Linked DNA regions of Anser cygnoides: region 1 is linked to region 2. Evidence: chromatin contacts called from public Hi-C data. All regions are on one chromosome and are shown on one strand. Each heading gives the region's core, a stretch centred on a gene start, on an enhancer-like site or on the middle of the called end of the contact. The rest is flanking DNA. Distances are from core to core; before and after follow the strand shown.

Region 1 (7,783 bases), core at 4,607-7,106, 350 kb after region 2:
AAACATCCCAGGACAGAAGACTATACAAACACACTGTGCAACAGATGCTGTACGTTAGATCTGGTCCCCTACCTCCTCTTTTTGCTTACAAAATTCATCCTTCACATGAAGGAGGCCAACCCCACCTGATTGCGCAGGTTGTAATTTTCCTGATTGCAATTTTCCTTTTTTCCTACTGCAGAATACTTACACAAGAATATTTTACACAATGGATGCAGAGATGTTTCTCCTTATGTAAAAAAGGATCCTGGTCTTGCAGTGCGCAGCCTTCCCAAGATACTGCTTTTCATTACGTGCATCCCAGGGGGCCCTAGATGCCCTCCCATTCAAACTTCTGGGATCTGAATGCTAGCCTCAAGTGCTGTACAATCAAGCAAGAGCTAAGAGAAGTTCTGAGTGATTCCTAATGGTATTACAGCTGCACAGACATCCTTGACTGTGCTTTCTTGCGTGACATCCTGCTAAACTATCTTCCAACTGTGGTGTTCTCGAAAATACAATTATCCCAGTGTCTGCTGAAGCTAAGCAACAAATCCACTTCTGGTTTTGTAGTGATAAATTACTACATCCCATGCCCCCCAATTGAGATAGAACATTATTTCTGTATCAGTGAGTTCCATACAATTTCACCCTAAGCTGTCATAAAGAAACAAAAGCAAAGAAAAATTGCGCAGCTATGACTTGAGAGCCTGCAAAAGCCATTGTGATAACTGATGCACTATTGTCAAAGATGTGCTGCCAGCGTCTTCTTCCTACTATTTAGCCACGCTAAATAAAAATAACACCTGATCAGCTACAACATTTCATTTAAAAAAAAGATGCCATCACCTGGCCATCAGACGCATTCTGTTACAGAAGACTACTAACGTGGTACAGTAAAGATATCTAGAATGTCCCTCTGAAAAGTCAAATATTTCTCTTCATGTCAGGTATTTATGTACCTTGATGCTATCAGTTCTTCTGAAAAATGGAGAAATACATCAGAAACTATCTTGTTGTACAATTCCAAAAAAGGCAACACAGTGCGTATTTCTTGCCCCTTGCCTTTCAAAAGAGAATACAGTCTTCTCTACCACATCCAGTGATGCAAAGTGGTACAGCACAGATCCTTAGCTAGGAAACACGCACCTTAAAATAAAAATACCTGCAAGTATATTTCACATTTAAGACGCTCAATTATGCGGTGCATTTAATTTTATTTCAAAGCGAACCAAATTCCATGCTACCACATTTCATTTGTTCTGCTGAAATTCTTAGCTATACAAGCATAAAGGGATACCAGTAAAGGTCTCGTTCATTAGTTTATCAATATCAATTTTAACAGCTTCTTAGGTGAGAAGTGACTTTTCCCTGGCATACATGTGAGCAGTTGGTCAACCAATATTACAACTGCGTATTACAACACTAGAACACTCTTAGTGCTCTTCAATCTACTGCACTGTAAATGAAATTTCATCATATCCAGTATCTCCAAGTTTTACTATACTTGAACATTCACTGAAGAGCTAGACTAAGGAAGAAACAACAGAATAAAGACAGACTGCGTTTTAGAGTTGTACTGGCAATTATCACATCATACCAAGAACTGTATCAAACACCTTTTGTGAAGGGAAGGGAGTACTCTAAGACTTCCCTTGCATTTAAAAATAGAAATGTTTTTTTCAATCAAAATCATGCACTCTGCAGTTAACTGCTTCATAGTTTACATTTCAGAGGAAAAGGGGAAAGTAAAAAGATCTAAGCTGCAGGTGAGTTTGATATGAATACATAAGTCATATTAGAACAAACTTACAAATAAATGTACCCATACATCAATGTTGCGGCTGCTCAGGATTGATATTCATAGTCCTGTATATCTCTTTGAGAAACAGCAAGGCAGTGTCTTCAGATGCCCTATGGAGCATTAAAAAAAAAAGTGTTAATTTGGTATGGCCCATATTCTAACTCTTGTAAAGCATACTTCATCCCACCCCAGTTTTCCAAACTGTTTGCATTAACTATCACCCTTGTCCCTCTCTTTTGGGACCGTGGCCTTAGCTCTACCAACTTCCTTATTGAACCACAATTCTTCATCCGTTTTTACATCACCTCTGCTGTTATCCCTAGCCTACATGTTTACCTTTTACTAAGGTATTTTCCCCCACCTTGTCCTCCCTAACACTTATTATGCTGGAACTTGAAATTCCCCTCTCTATACACTTCTTTGATGTTACTCACTTGTCTCAAATATCGTATTGCTGTTTGTCTGCCATGGGCTCCTGAATATATTCCACCAGCTTGTCAAAACTTTCCTATTTTACTTACTCCACTGCATCTATCACTCCAATGTCAAAATTCAGCTTTCTATCAGCAAAATTCTACTATTTCTCTCCTAACTGGCTGACACCTTCTTGTAAGTAAGATAGATTAAATAGACATAGCCAAGGCTGTAGTAAATATCCATAGCCATCTTCTCCTCCTTACTACCATCACCAAAAAAAAAAAAAAGGAATTTCTCAAAACATTTAAAGATTAATGTAATTCAAGTGCCATGCTTCCAAGTTGTTTTACCTCCCTTCTTAATGGGCAAGTTTTAAGAAAGTTCCAAGCTGCACGAGTTGTTAGATAATAACAACATTATTATTAAATAATAAAAATATCAGACAAAATAATAAATTTTGGCATCCCTGCCCATGGCAGAGGCCTTAGAACTAGATGATCTTCAGGGTCCCTTCCAACCCAAGCCATTCTGTGATTCTATGAATAACACCTCATTGCTTTTAAAAGAAGTTATATAGGGAGACAGCAAAGATTTAGATGGTCGGAACTGCGATGCTCCAAATGTGAAGAACATCATTCACAGAGAACAAATACAGAATTCAACATGCAAGCTAAGGGTCTACAGACATTTTCCATAGTTGAATCTGGATATGGCAGCTACATTTCTTGATGGTCTCTGCTATTTAACAAGCATGAAAACAAGTGAGCAGAGGGATCAACATGGAAGCTCCCTCCTCTGCAATACACAGTTTAATTAAGGGCATTCCTCACCACCCTCCTCAAACAAAGCAAAATAAAAAAAATCACAAATTTGGGTCATGAATTAAGGGGGGGAAAAAGAAAATGGGGAACCAGTTTTTAAAACCTGGAAATGATTGGCTGCCACCTGGTGGAATAAAGCTCCCATTCCTTCAACTCCACCTGTGAGACAGCACTGCCACCACTGGGTCACCGACTGCTCAGGGAGCTCTGCCAGAGCACAGTGCTCAGCAGCACTGCAGCCTTGATACTGACCTTAATAAGCCCCTGCAGGTAACGCCTTCAAATTCCGTATTTTACCCTCTGAAAACGTGCCTACCTCTGAAAATTATTCAATATTGGAAATAAATACCTTAAAATTATTTTAAAAAATAGAGCACCCCTTGTACAGCACCTGCTCAACTCAGAAAGAGACTAGTGTTTTGTTTACTTAAAGACAAAAAAGTCACACACACAGACCCTTCACCAGTATCATTTTGTTTAGGTCAGCAACTGATACTCAAGCTTATTATGTATAAAGGTGCGCTGTCATGTTGCCAAATACTGTTTGCATACCCTTTGTTCCACCATTCCCCATCTTGTGTATGTTCATGTGTGCTTAATTTTATGGCAGCAATAGAATGCATAAGACAAGATACCAATAAAAAAAAAAAAGACAACTCACTGCACAATGGCAAACACAACAGGTCAACAGTAACTTCTACTCCTATAAAAGGAATCACAACTTTCTCCATTTGCAACTTATTCACTTAAAAATAAGTAAATCCAAATCCAGATAAGGCAATGGTGGATTGCATATCCAGCAGTTTTACTTGAACATGAAGAGGTAATAAAGTTTTGTAAAGCATTGTAGTCTAATACAATTCCTTCACAAATGGTTTTATTTGAAAAACTACAGTTCATAGAATCACAGAATAGCCTGAGCTGGAATGGACCCCCCAAGGGTCATCGAGTCCAACTCCTGGCTCCACACAGGATCCCCCAAAAATCAGGCCCTATGCCTGAGGGCAATGTCCAAACGCTCCTTGAACTCCAGTAGGATCGGTGAGCCTGTCCCAGCGCCTGACCACACTTTCAGTTGGAAAAATATTCACCAAGCTCTCCTTGTTTTGAAAATGATTGTAGCTAAAGTTACATATTTTGAATTTTAAAGTTAACAGACCTGTATGCAAATGTCTTAATTGCAAACAGGATCATAGACTTGTTTACTTTGTGCTAACACATAGTTCTATTTGAAATGAAACTAGCTAATCCAGTAACATCTAGGTGGGATATCTTGACACTAACATTCCTGGACAGTCCGTTTGTTTTCATACTTGAATGTCTCAATCATATAATACTTGACCATCCAGAGTATAACAAATTTATCTCCGCAGTATGCTTGAGTGGGAAGACCACCTCTTCCAAACATGAGATTATTTCAGAATTAAGTGATGAGGACCTCATGTCCAACTGGACGGCCATCTTTTCAAAAAAGTTTCAAATACTACAGAGACCCAGAAAATTCAGGTCTCCTAAATCACGTGCATACACTGACACCTGGAACAAGTCTGAAAACATATTTGGGTATAAAAACACAGCTATTTTTGTCAAAATGCACTCCAATTATGCATTAGGGCATAATTTTTGACATTTAAACCCAGACAATTACATCAGGAAAGTAGTATTTATAGAATCACGCATATTTCCTCTTACCAGTAGCACAAATGACTCTGTAAAGCGAAAAGGTATTCATTGAAACTTTCTATTGGTTTTTCTTGCAGAACGTAGTCAATACGACGTCCTCCATTCAGCATTCCAACCTTCACTGAAAAATCCTCATCTTTTGGAGGGTCTGGACTTTCAGTGATCTTTTCAGCTACAATTACAGATTTCAAGATTTCAACTATTTTCAACCACAGCCTGCTTGATTACAATCAAGAAATATCACTCATTTTCCCCATTATAATTTCCAAGTGCTTGCAATAGGACAAATTTAACTGACTAGCACATCACTGCATAATCAGAAATCTACTGGAACTATAAGCTTATTTCTTTCATAGCAGTTTAAACAGAGTTTGTTTGAAGAAAGCCCACATAAAGGAACAGCTAAACCATTTAAAAAATAAACCTCACTGTTTGTGCACAGACTGATCCAGTCACTCCACAAACAAATATTTTGAAATTTTTTATATAAATATATATACATATATATATTTACAACCCGCTAGAACAGAGTCAATCACTATCCTCAACTTCAACCACAAGGTATGTTTTTTTTCCTTTGTAAGTATAGACAAAGCCAGCATTATTAAGCATTGACAGATAATTCGCGACCAGGAAGCCTGCTTTTGTTATAACCAGGGACAGCATTTATATCTGACCCATGCAGATTTTCCTCAATGCCATTTTTTCCCTTGTTAGAGAACGTACTTTAATGCTTCTCAACTCATCCCACAACTCAGCAGAAGATTACTAAAGAGAATAAATCCCAGAAATAAATCCCAGAAATAAATATTTATTTGTATTAAGTTGTCCTGAGAGGAAAGAAAACAATTGATCTGGAAACCTGCCAGATCAAAACTTTTCTACTGGAAAGTTAAAAGGTTAGACAAACTCAAGCCCTTCAATAAAAGCTGTCAATGTTTCCTTTCCTAAAAGGAAAAAAAAAAATACACAGTAGATCTTATATTTAACATCAATGCTCCAAAAACACATAGGCCTCCTTAATAGGGTCGGGAAAAGCAGCAGCAAACATGTGCTAGGGTACTCAAGTTTCTACTAATTTGAGAACAATAAATTATGAAACCAGAAATGTGCCCACATACCTTCTACCACCTGCTTTTCTTCTTCCTCTTTAATCTGGTTAGCTACTTTCTCCAGTTCTGCTTGTAGCTGAGTTGAAGACGTATGAGCACGTGCAAATTCATTAAGGGTCTGCCAGGCACTCTTCAAAGAACTAATAAAACCCTGTTTCAGATCAGATCCCATACGAGAGAGAGAGTCTTTCAACTCTGAAAAGAACGCCACAGTAGGAGGATTTAAAATCTTAAACTAAAACCAGAATGATTAAACTCCAATCAACAAACATCCCATTTATCAGAAGAAAGCTACGTCATGAACATGTGTTTCTTGTATCTCTACTCCACTGGAAAAGATTAGATGAAATATAATCAGTGTACAATTAATTTCTCACTGTATGGGTCAATGAGTCAACACCTACTGTCACAGGAAACAGTCCCAGAGCATGTTCTGAAGGATCCACAACACTATCTACCCCAGCCAATCCCTCAACACAACCACCCACAATCCCTGCTGACACCCTACGCTGAAGTACAGAGGGACCAGTCCCAAGCTCCAGCAGAGCAGAACAGAAGTGCTGCCAATGACTCTTGCAGCAGTAGTGAATTTTCAGAAGCACTCCAGGGCAACTCTAGCCTGTAATTCTGCTACAGCTCAGTAAATGTGTCAGCAGCGAGTCAGGTGCCATTCAATACTGGTGGCACTTGCACAATGGCTCAGAACTTCTGCAGCAGTGACAGTCAAATAAACAGCAAAATTGACTTTCCTTATCTAAGTATGCAAAATTTAGATCACCTTGATCTGATGTGTACTCACGAGCAACAAAAACCCGATCCCTGCCCACCAAGCTATGGAACTGCCTTTTTCATCAACATTTCCAATACTGAAAAGACTGGTTAAACATCTCATGGAGGTAATTTAGAACAAGGTAAAAACCATAGTAAATTTAGTTTCTGATTCTCATTTTCTTAGAAATTAAGAACAGAACAAGTGATCACAGAGACACGTATCAAGGAACACTCCCCAGTCTCTTGAAATTTTGCAATATTCTAATGCATCAAATGAGTAAGTTAGGAGTGAGAGCCATATATTAAATGAGTTTTCTTTTTACCTAGATGAAGCCTTTTTCTGCCTTTATGATGCGGAATAAGAACTGGTTTTAAATCCAAGTCTTCAATGATCATTGGTTCTAACCTGTAAGCTACTGGATCCAGCTGTTAAGAAACAACAGATTGACATTTAGTTATCTTAGAATTTATTCTAACCATCACATTTCAGTGAAAAAAACACCTATATATAATTAGTAGAGAAGGTCAACTATTTTAGAATTCTGTTCTCTCAGAAGTTTCTCATTTTTACAGAAACCCAGTTCATGAAAATTTAGTTTAGTTGTAAGATTAGGTAGGTTCATTAGCTAATTAGGTCTTGTTCTCCTACAGAGGTTCTAAGAGAAGAACATAACAGGGAAACGATCTCTACCAACTTGTCACTGTTTAATTCCTAAACAAGACAGGATGGAAGAGGACAAATGTAGTGCATTTCCAAAACTCACATTTTTTTTTTTTATTCTGTTTTTTAACATTTCCCAGAATCAACCTAGAAACTAAGAAAAGTCTGGTAAGTGGCTCAAACACAGGCACTTTACAAAATCTTCAAGAATAGATTGAAATTAATGAAAAAAATGTTGTTTAAGCTTCAAAATGAACAGGACAAATATCATGAAGTTATTCACAGGCATGGAACTTATGAGCCAACACTATTTCACTTTAGCTGTAAAGATCACAAATATCTGAAATACACATTACAGATGGGTCTGTCTTTTTTTTTTTTAAAGGGTCTTTTGAGAAATGTATGTAGGGGGAAAGGAGGTATAATGCTAAGGAGGTTTTAACTTAGTATTCTATATTGTTGTCTGCATCAGCTAAAATCAAATCTCAAAAGTACTGCTTACTCACTGGATGATAAATATTGAAGAAACCCTTGC
Region 2 (6,920 bases), core at 233-2,732:
CTCTCCTTCCTAAGGTTCAAATATATTTTTATATATCTAAAAGTATAACATTGATCTCAGCCCAAATTTTAGCATGCATGGTTTTATTTCACCATAAAAGGAATCATGTTAAATATGGGTACTTTACAACAGATTTTATGCAAAAATTGAGTGCAATATGAGTATTGAAAATCATTTGGAAAAATAAGATATACACCAGAATCAAGTAATGCACCTTAAAATGTATCTCACCTTGACAACATTTGCTTTGTGTCTTTCTAAAACCTGTAAAGTCTGGGCAGTATTGGCATCAACTACCAGCACAAGCGAATGGCATCCATACGCAATCAAACCTTGCCAGCCCCTAGAAAAGCACACACCATCATCAAACAAGCAAAAAAGAACAAAAAGCAGTTCACATCAAGAGCAAGATTTTTATTTTTTTTTTGGTAAGTTGAGTGTACACTACCAGACACAAATATCAAACACTAAAAACTACTTAACATAAAACTCAACAGCATTATAAAATGCGATTGCAGCACTGTCTGCTGAACTGTATGCTGATGAGTCTCTATGAAACCATAAAGCACACATTTGTGCCCATCTATAAAAATCCTCTTCTGTAAATTTAAAACGTCATACTGGAATACATGCACAGCATTCCCAAATGTTATATGTAAGGAGCATATTTGCTTTTATATAATTGCATGGGGATGAGGAAGCATGTGAAGAACTACAAGAATAGTTAAAGTCTTTGATGCGGTCTGACTTGAGGAACGATTAATGTGGCCTCTAATGATATTTATACGGATATGATGAGAACAGTGAGCAAGCGAGAACAGTCAAAGGAGATGAAGTTTCTAAAAACTTCCAAGAACTTCAGTGTTCACTGCTTTGCAAGCTGCCAAATGTACAGGTCACACTTTTCCAAAACGACTGGGTTCAGGCCAATTCATTTGAAGCTGTTTCCATAGGATTCAGCAGCGCTCGCTTACTGCTTCCTAGCACAGCTGGGCGAACTTCTTGCTCAGAGCCATGCAAACAAACACCGAGGCACGCATGGACTTCGGACCTCAAGCCTCAAACAACCCCAGAAACAGCAGCAGCAAGAGCCACCAGCTCTCCACGGGCTGTTGCAGCACCAAGAGCTCCGCCCACAAAAGGGCATTGCCGGGAGGCCCTGGCACACACCCACCCTCCCTCGCGGGGCCGTGGCATTGCTCTCCCCGACGCCCGGAGGGCTGCACCTCCTCTCCTCGCGCAATTTTTCGGGATGGAAGAGGAGGGGAGCTGGCAGCCACCCCTCGTCCCCCCCCCCCCCCCCCCACCGCGTCCCGGCGCCCCGTACCAGTCCGCCGCCCCCCTGTTCGGCGCGCTGAGGGCTCCCGTCAGGGTCCTTGCCGCCAGCTTGATGTTCACGGTGAAGGGCTGCATGGCGACCCGCGGAGCCCCACAGCGCCGCGGCCCTGCCCGGCACGGCACGGCCCGGCCCCGCTCGCAGGAAGCGCCGCAGCCGCCGCCGGTCCGTCACGCCCGGCTCCGCCGCCGCCCTGCGGCTGCCGAATGGCCGTTCCGGGGCTGCCGGTGGGCAGGAAGCGGTTCTGAAGTTTTCTCAGAAATCCCGAACCTGGCCCTGGCCCCGAGCAGGAGCCTTTGCTCGGGGTAAAATCTTCCTCGTTCCTCACAGGCAGCCGCAGAGGCCCTCCCGGGGAGCCCTCGGCAGTGCGTGGGAATGGGGTTGGCTTCTCAAACTTTCAGTCATACTGATACCGTAAAAGTCGGTCAAAGACACTCTTTAAGACTCAATTTGGAGTTTTTAGAAGGAAGTTTTAGAGTTTTTGAGTTTTGGAGTTTTAGAAGGAAGGCATTCTTTAATAATGTGTCAGACACATGGGGGATCACTCCACCTAGTGTGTGTGCCAAATTGTCTAGCTACAGGGGTTCTATACAATCAAAATATACATCTTACTATTTCCTGGAACTCATTAAAGTATGTATGCGCATTTATTTCTACTGGTGGTCTTTCAGGCACCAGGTTCTTCCAATGTTTGTGGATGGGTCGATAGTCAACTCGGGCATGCATACTAAGCGTTGAACCAATCAGTCATCAAGGCTGGAAAAGGCCTCCAAGATCATCTGGTTCAACCATCACCCTGCCACCAATGTCACCCACTAAACCATGTCCCTAAGCACCAGGTCCAGCCTTTCATTAAACACACCCACGGCGGTGATGCCACCACCTCCCTGGGCAACCCGTTCCGATGCCTGACTACTCAGAAAGAGTAGTCATATGCATACCATGAGTTCCTCAGCCAATCTTTTCCAACACATTCTCCAGGCCTGGGTCATCATTTACACATACAAAGTTTCTAAACTTACAGAATCATAGAAACACAAGGTTGGAAAGGACCTACAAGATCATCTAGTCCAACCGTTCTCTTATCACCAATACTACCCACTAAGCTACTAAATTATACCTCGTAGCACATTGACCAGGTGCTTCTTGAACACCGTGAGGGATGGTGACTCCACCACCTCCCTGGGCAGGCCGTTTCAGCACCTGACCACTCTTTGAGAGAAAAGGTTTTTCCTGATATGTAATCTAAATCTCCCCAGGTGCAGCTAGTGACCATTTCCTTGAGTCCTATCATTAGTTATCTGAGAGAAGAAGCCGACCCTCTCCTTATCACAACTTCCTGAAGGGAAGTTGTAGAGCGCAATGAGGTCTCCCCTGAGCCTCCTCTTCTCCAGACTAAATAATCCCAGCTCCCTCAGCTGCTCCTCATAAGACTTGTGTTCCAGGCCCCTCACCAGTTTTGTTGCCCTTCTCTGGACACACTCCAGGGCCTCGATGTCCTTCTTGTAGTGAGGGGCCCAAAACTGAACACAGAGCTCAAGGTGAGGCCTCACCAAAGCTGATTACAGGGGGATGATCATCTCCATGGCCCTGCTGGCTACACTATTTCTAATACAGGCCAGGATGCCATTGGCTTTCTTGGCCACCTGGGCACACTGCCGGCTCATGTTCAGCCGAGCATTGATCAACACTCCCAGGTCTCTTGCCTCTTCACAGTCTTCTAGCCACTCTGCCCCAAGCCTATAGCGTTGCATGGGGTTATTGTGGCCAAAGTGCAGGACCCGGCACTTGGCCTTGTTAAACCTCATCCCATTCACCTCAGCCCAGCAATCCAGCCTATCCAGATCCCTCTGAAGGGCCAGTCTACCCTCAGGCAGATCGACACTACCTCCCAACTTGGTGTCATCTGCAAACTTAATGAGGGTACACTTGATCCCCTCATCTAGGTCATCAATAAAGATATTAAACAAGATAGGCCCCAGTACCGACCCCTGGGGGACACCACTTGTAACGGGATGCCAGCTGGACATCCATTAACCAGCTGGACTCCATTAACCACAACCTGCTGGGCACGGCCCTCCAGCCAGTTCTTTACCCAGAGAAGAGTGTACCTGTCAAGGCCACGGGCAGCCAGTTTCCCCAGGAGAATACTGTGGGAGACTGTATCAAAGGCTTTGCTGGAGTCTAAGTAGACTACATCAACAGCCTTTCCCTCGTCTACCAGTCTGGTCACACAATCATAGAAGGAGCTGAGGTTGGACAAGTACAACCTGCCTTTCATGAACCCATGCTGGCTGGGCCTGAACCCCTGGATGCCACGCAGGTGCCGTGTGATCTCACCCAAGATGATTTGCTCCATAACTTTCCCTGAAACCGAGGTCAGGCTGACAGGCCTGTAGTTCCCTGGGTCCTCCTTACGGCCCTTCTTGTAGATGGAATTCACATCAGCAATCCTCCAATCCTCTGGGACCTCTCCAGATAACCAGGAACGCTGATAGCGGCTTGGCAATTACCTCCGCCAGCTCCCTCAGCACCCTAGGGTGGAGCTTGTCTGGTCCCATGGACTTGTGACATTCCAGATGGAGGAGTAGGTCTCTAATTGTCTCTTCCTGGATCAAAACTGTCTCTTCCTGGATCAAAAAAAACTTCTTTCTATCTAACTAAACATTGTAAAGGGTTGGCCTATCTGTTAATAAAACATTTCCAATCTGGCTCTATTATGCTATCAGGGAGAGAACCATATGTCCTTCTGACTTGGAATCAATACAGCCCAGAAGGAAAGCACAGCATGGGGATCCCCGAGCCCCTGCCTGCCTTTGCTGAAGGCCTCCGGGAGAAGACATGGCTGCTGCCTGTGGGCAGCTGGACACCAGAAATCACCTCAGAACAGAGGGCCCCTGTCACCTCAAAGGCATCCGACTGTCCCCCAAGAAACCCCTCTGTGTCAGTTCACTGGATTCATGGATGCTGCAGAACCTTTTACCAGACCCAGCAAATTTCTGTCACCAAAGTCATCTTTGCTCTAAACTTGCCTCGTAAATGGAGAAAGGCAACAGCAACAACCCAGCTGCAAAAAAAAAAAAAAAAAGAAAAAAAAACACAACATTGCTGCCCCGTGCCTCAGCAGCAACATAAAGCATTCACTTTGCACCCTGAGGTGCTACGTCCTTCGTAACACAGCCCACACTCCAGCCTAGGCCTGTTCCAGTTGTCACATATACTCGGTAATGCCATCAAAGCTGACATATCCCACAGCAGGAACATTGCGAGTTTGCTCTGGCAAGCATCAAGATGCAAAGCAGCAAAATACCTTTTTTTTTTCCTTTTCAGTTAAACTGGAATGGCAGCATTTGCCTTTTCTTTCAAGTTGTATGTGGCGATCTCTGCCAAAACCCAGGAGCAGTCAGAAGGCACCGTGTGCTCATGTTGTTTTATTCAGTTGTGTTGAAAGGGAAAGAGGTTGGCTCCCATGTGTTCTTAAAGAACTGGAAAAAATGGAACATTTTCTGTCCCCACAGCATTAATAAGACAGTCAGAATCCAGTAGCTCCAGGCAAGTTTCTTGAATTGTACTTGCCATACATTGTACCGTGTGGGAGGGTTGTATGTCTTCAAAGTAGAGTTGGCTGGTAATTGTTCATTTATTTTTCATCGTGAAAAAGATGCCACTAGATGGCCAAAGTTGGCATGATCGTAATGCCAGCTGCAGGTCTTTGCAATGTGGCAAACTTTGCCACAGAAAAAACAGTAAGCACTGTTCCTCTTTTTTCTCTCTCTCTTTTTAGTCACAATTCAATGCGTGCAAGCAAGAACTCAAGAAACAACCTGCAGCCAATGCCTTTTCCAACTCTTTTCTAGAGAAATGTGCTCTTGAAACTTAGAACATTACTCAACACGTTTTAGGTTAATTTTATTATTGGCACTTCTTATTTCTCAAAACCTTCTCGTCCCAAAATCTCTGTCTCAACTTTAAAGCTGATGAATTACTGTCGTCTGCAGATGTAGAGGGCTTTTTTGTTCCTTTCTGTTTGTCACCATTTGAGGACACCAAGATCTACAGATCTATTTTGCAGAATCCTTGGCAGCCATTAACCTCACTAATTCTTTTTTCCCCACTTCTGTGGTTTTACTCTGTATCCTTTGGCATCCTGCTGCTACTCGTGTTTTCGGAACAACAGAAACAGATGCTTTTCTTCACAATTTTCTATCTATTTTCTTGACTTCTGAAAGAAATGCATTTTAATGTAGTTGAAGATAAGGAGAAGATACCAGAAGGAGAGAAACAAAAGAAGGAAATTGGTCCTGTGTCAACAAAGTTAGAGGTGTAAGAATTAAAAATCTTAAAAGTGGAATGGTTTTCAGGATTAAAAAGCAGGGTGAAAATCAGGAAGCATCAGTCTCTTTTCTGAATATTTACTGAAGATTCATCAGAGAGAGAAAAAGAAGATGAGGCAGAGCTTTGTGAACAACGGCGAGGGTCACTGGAAGAGATGAAAAGAATAAGAATATTGTAAGATGTCAGAAGGGAGGAAGAGTTGTGCACTGGGTAAACTATTTGTGATTCCTGGGGTCCATCTGTTGGTCCACTCACCAACACAGAGACTGATGCACAGCAAGTGGATGTGAACTATAACCAGAGCCACTAACTTTTTTTCAATGTGGTTAACATTATGTACTCTTTTACATCTTATCATTCATCTAAATCACAGCCAAGCAAGAATGCAAAATATTCAGGTCCAAATACAATACCCACAAAGAGAGACTTCATTCCAGACAGCTTCGGCTCCGGTTGTCCTCATGAAGTACGTGTGGAGAATGAAGTAGTGGGCGATCATAAAAACCATTAGAGAAAAAAAAATAAACCTTCAGATTAAATAAATAACAAGACCTATGGTTTTACATAGCTTTAGGCTCATGATTCTAAATAATCATGCTGTGAATTTGAACTAGAAAAAGCAGGATCAAGGTAAAGATGTATGCGCAGTCTCTCTCTTTTGGGTTTCTCTTTTATGTAATAGTAATTACTGCAGGAATAATCCCCTGAAAGCTTCTGGGACTTCTTTAATTTCCATGGCCTTAAATTAGAGCTCCAGGAGCTCTTGGGATCTACCAGCGAGCCACCACAATTCTAGCCTGTATGCTGTTATATTTCATTATACAAAACCTAGTTTAAAATCAGGATATGTAACTAATTCATACATGCTATTGGGCAGAATCATATTTGCCTTACAAATTACATTGCTATTACCTTAGCACTGTCAGTTTTTAGGCCATACCTTAAAAGCTTAAGTTCTCTTAAGTTCCTAGTTAAATGTTCCTTCTTGATCTGGGGCTGACAGCGAAAAACATGCACAGCATCATGCCATGTCCTCTGCCACCATGACTGGAACTTCCTCAAATGCCAGACAACTCATCTGAACACAATCTGCCCTTCTGCACCTGCAGCTTGAGATCACCAAGTGTAAAGATAGATACGGTACAGCTGTTTTCAAGGAAGCCGTACAGGAAGGTAATTCCTTTGAGAACACATGTTCCCCATCGCTTGACATGACAGGACACTGTCTTTTCTCAAGAAAAAAGAAGGC

What was found. A called contact is a pair of places that touch in the nucleus more often than the background predicts.
Region 1: a contact with region 2 is called in a Hi-C map of liver, with 2.5 times the contacts expected there. The contact joins the enhancer-like site here to the promoter of WDR11 in region 2. A contact is called at or near these places in 2 of 7 Hi-C or Micro-C datasets (granulosa cells and liver).

What each region holds. Positions count from the first base shown.
Region 1 is chr7:6,011,400-6,019,182 of Taihu_goose_T2T_genome, forward strand. It overlaps SEC23IP (SEC23 interacting protein), which reads right to left. Exons shown (of 19, transcript XM_067000765.1): 14 at 7,755-7,783; 15 at 6,911-7,013; 16 at 5,826-6,011; 17 at 4,714-4,876; 18 at 1,793-1,893. The coding sequence ends at 1,812. Among named protein-coding and RNA genes, the nearest start is that of SEC23IP, 18 kb to the right of the region's middle. Within about 2 kb of position 5,857, at least 1 of the 3 cell types and tissues checked has open chromatin away from gene starts, as enhancers often do. A contact at or near this core is called in liver, where this site is marked.
Region 2 is chr7:5,666,230-5,673,149 of Taihu_goose_T2T_genome, forward strand. It overlaps WDR11 (WD repeat domain 11), which reads right to left and starts at 1,483. Exons shown (of 29, transcript XM_067000379.1): 1 at 1,328-1,483; 2 at 232-343. The coding sequence starts at 1,413.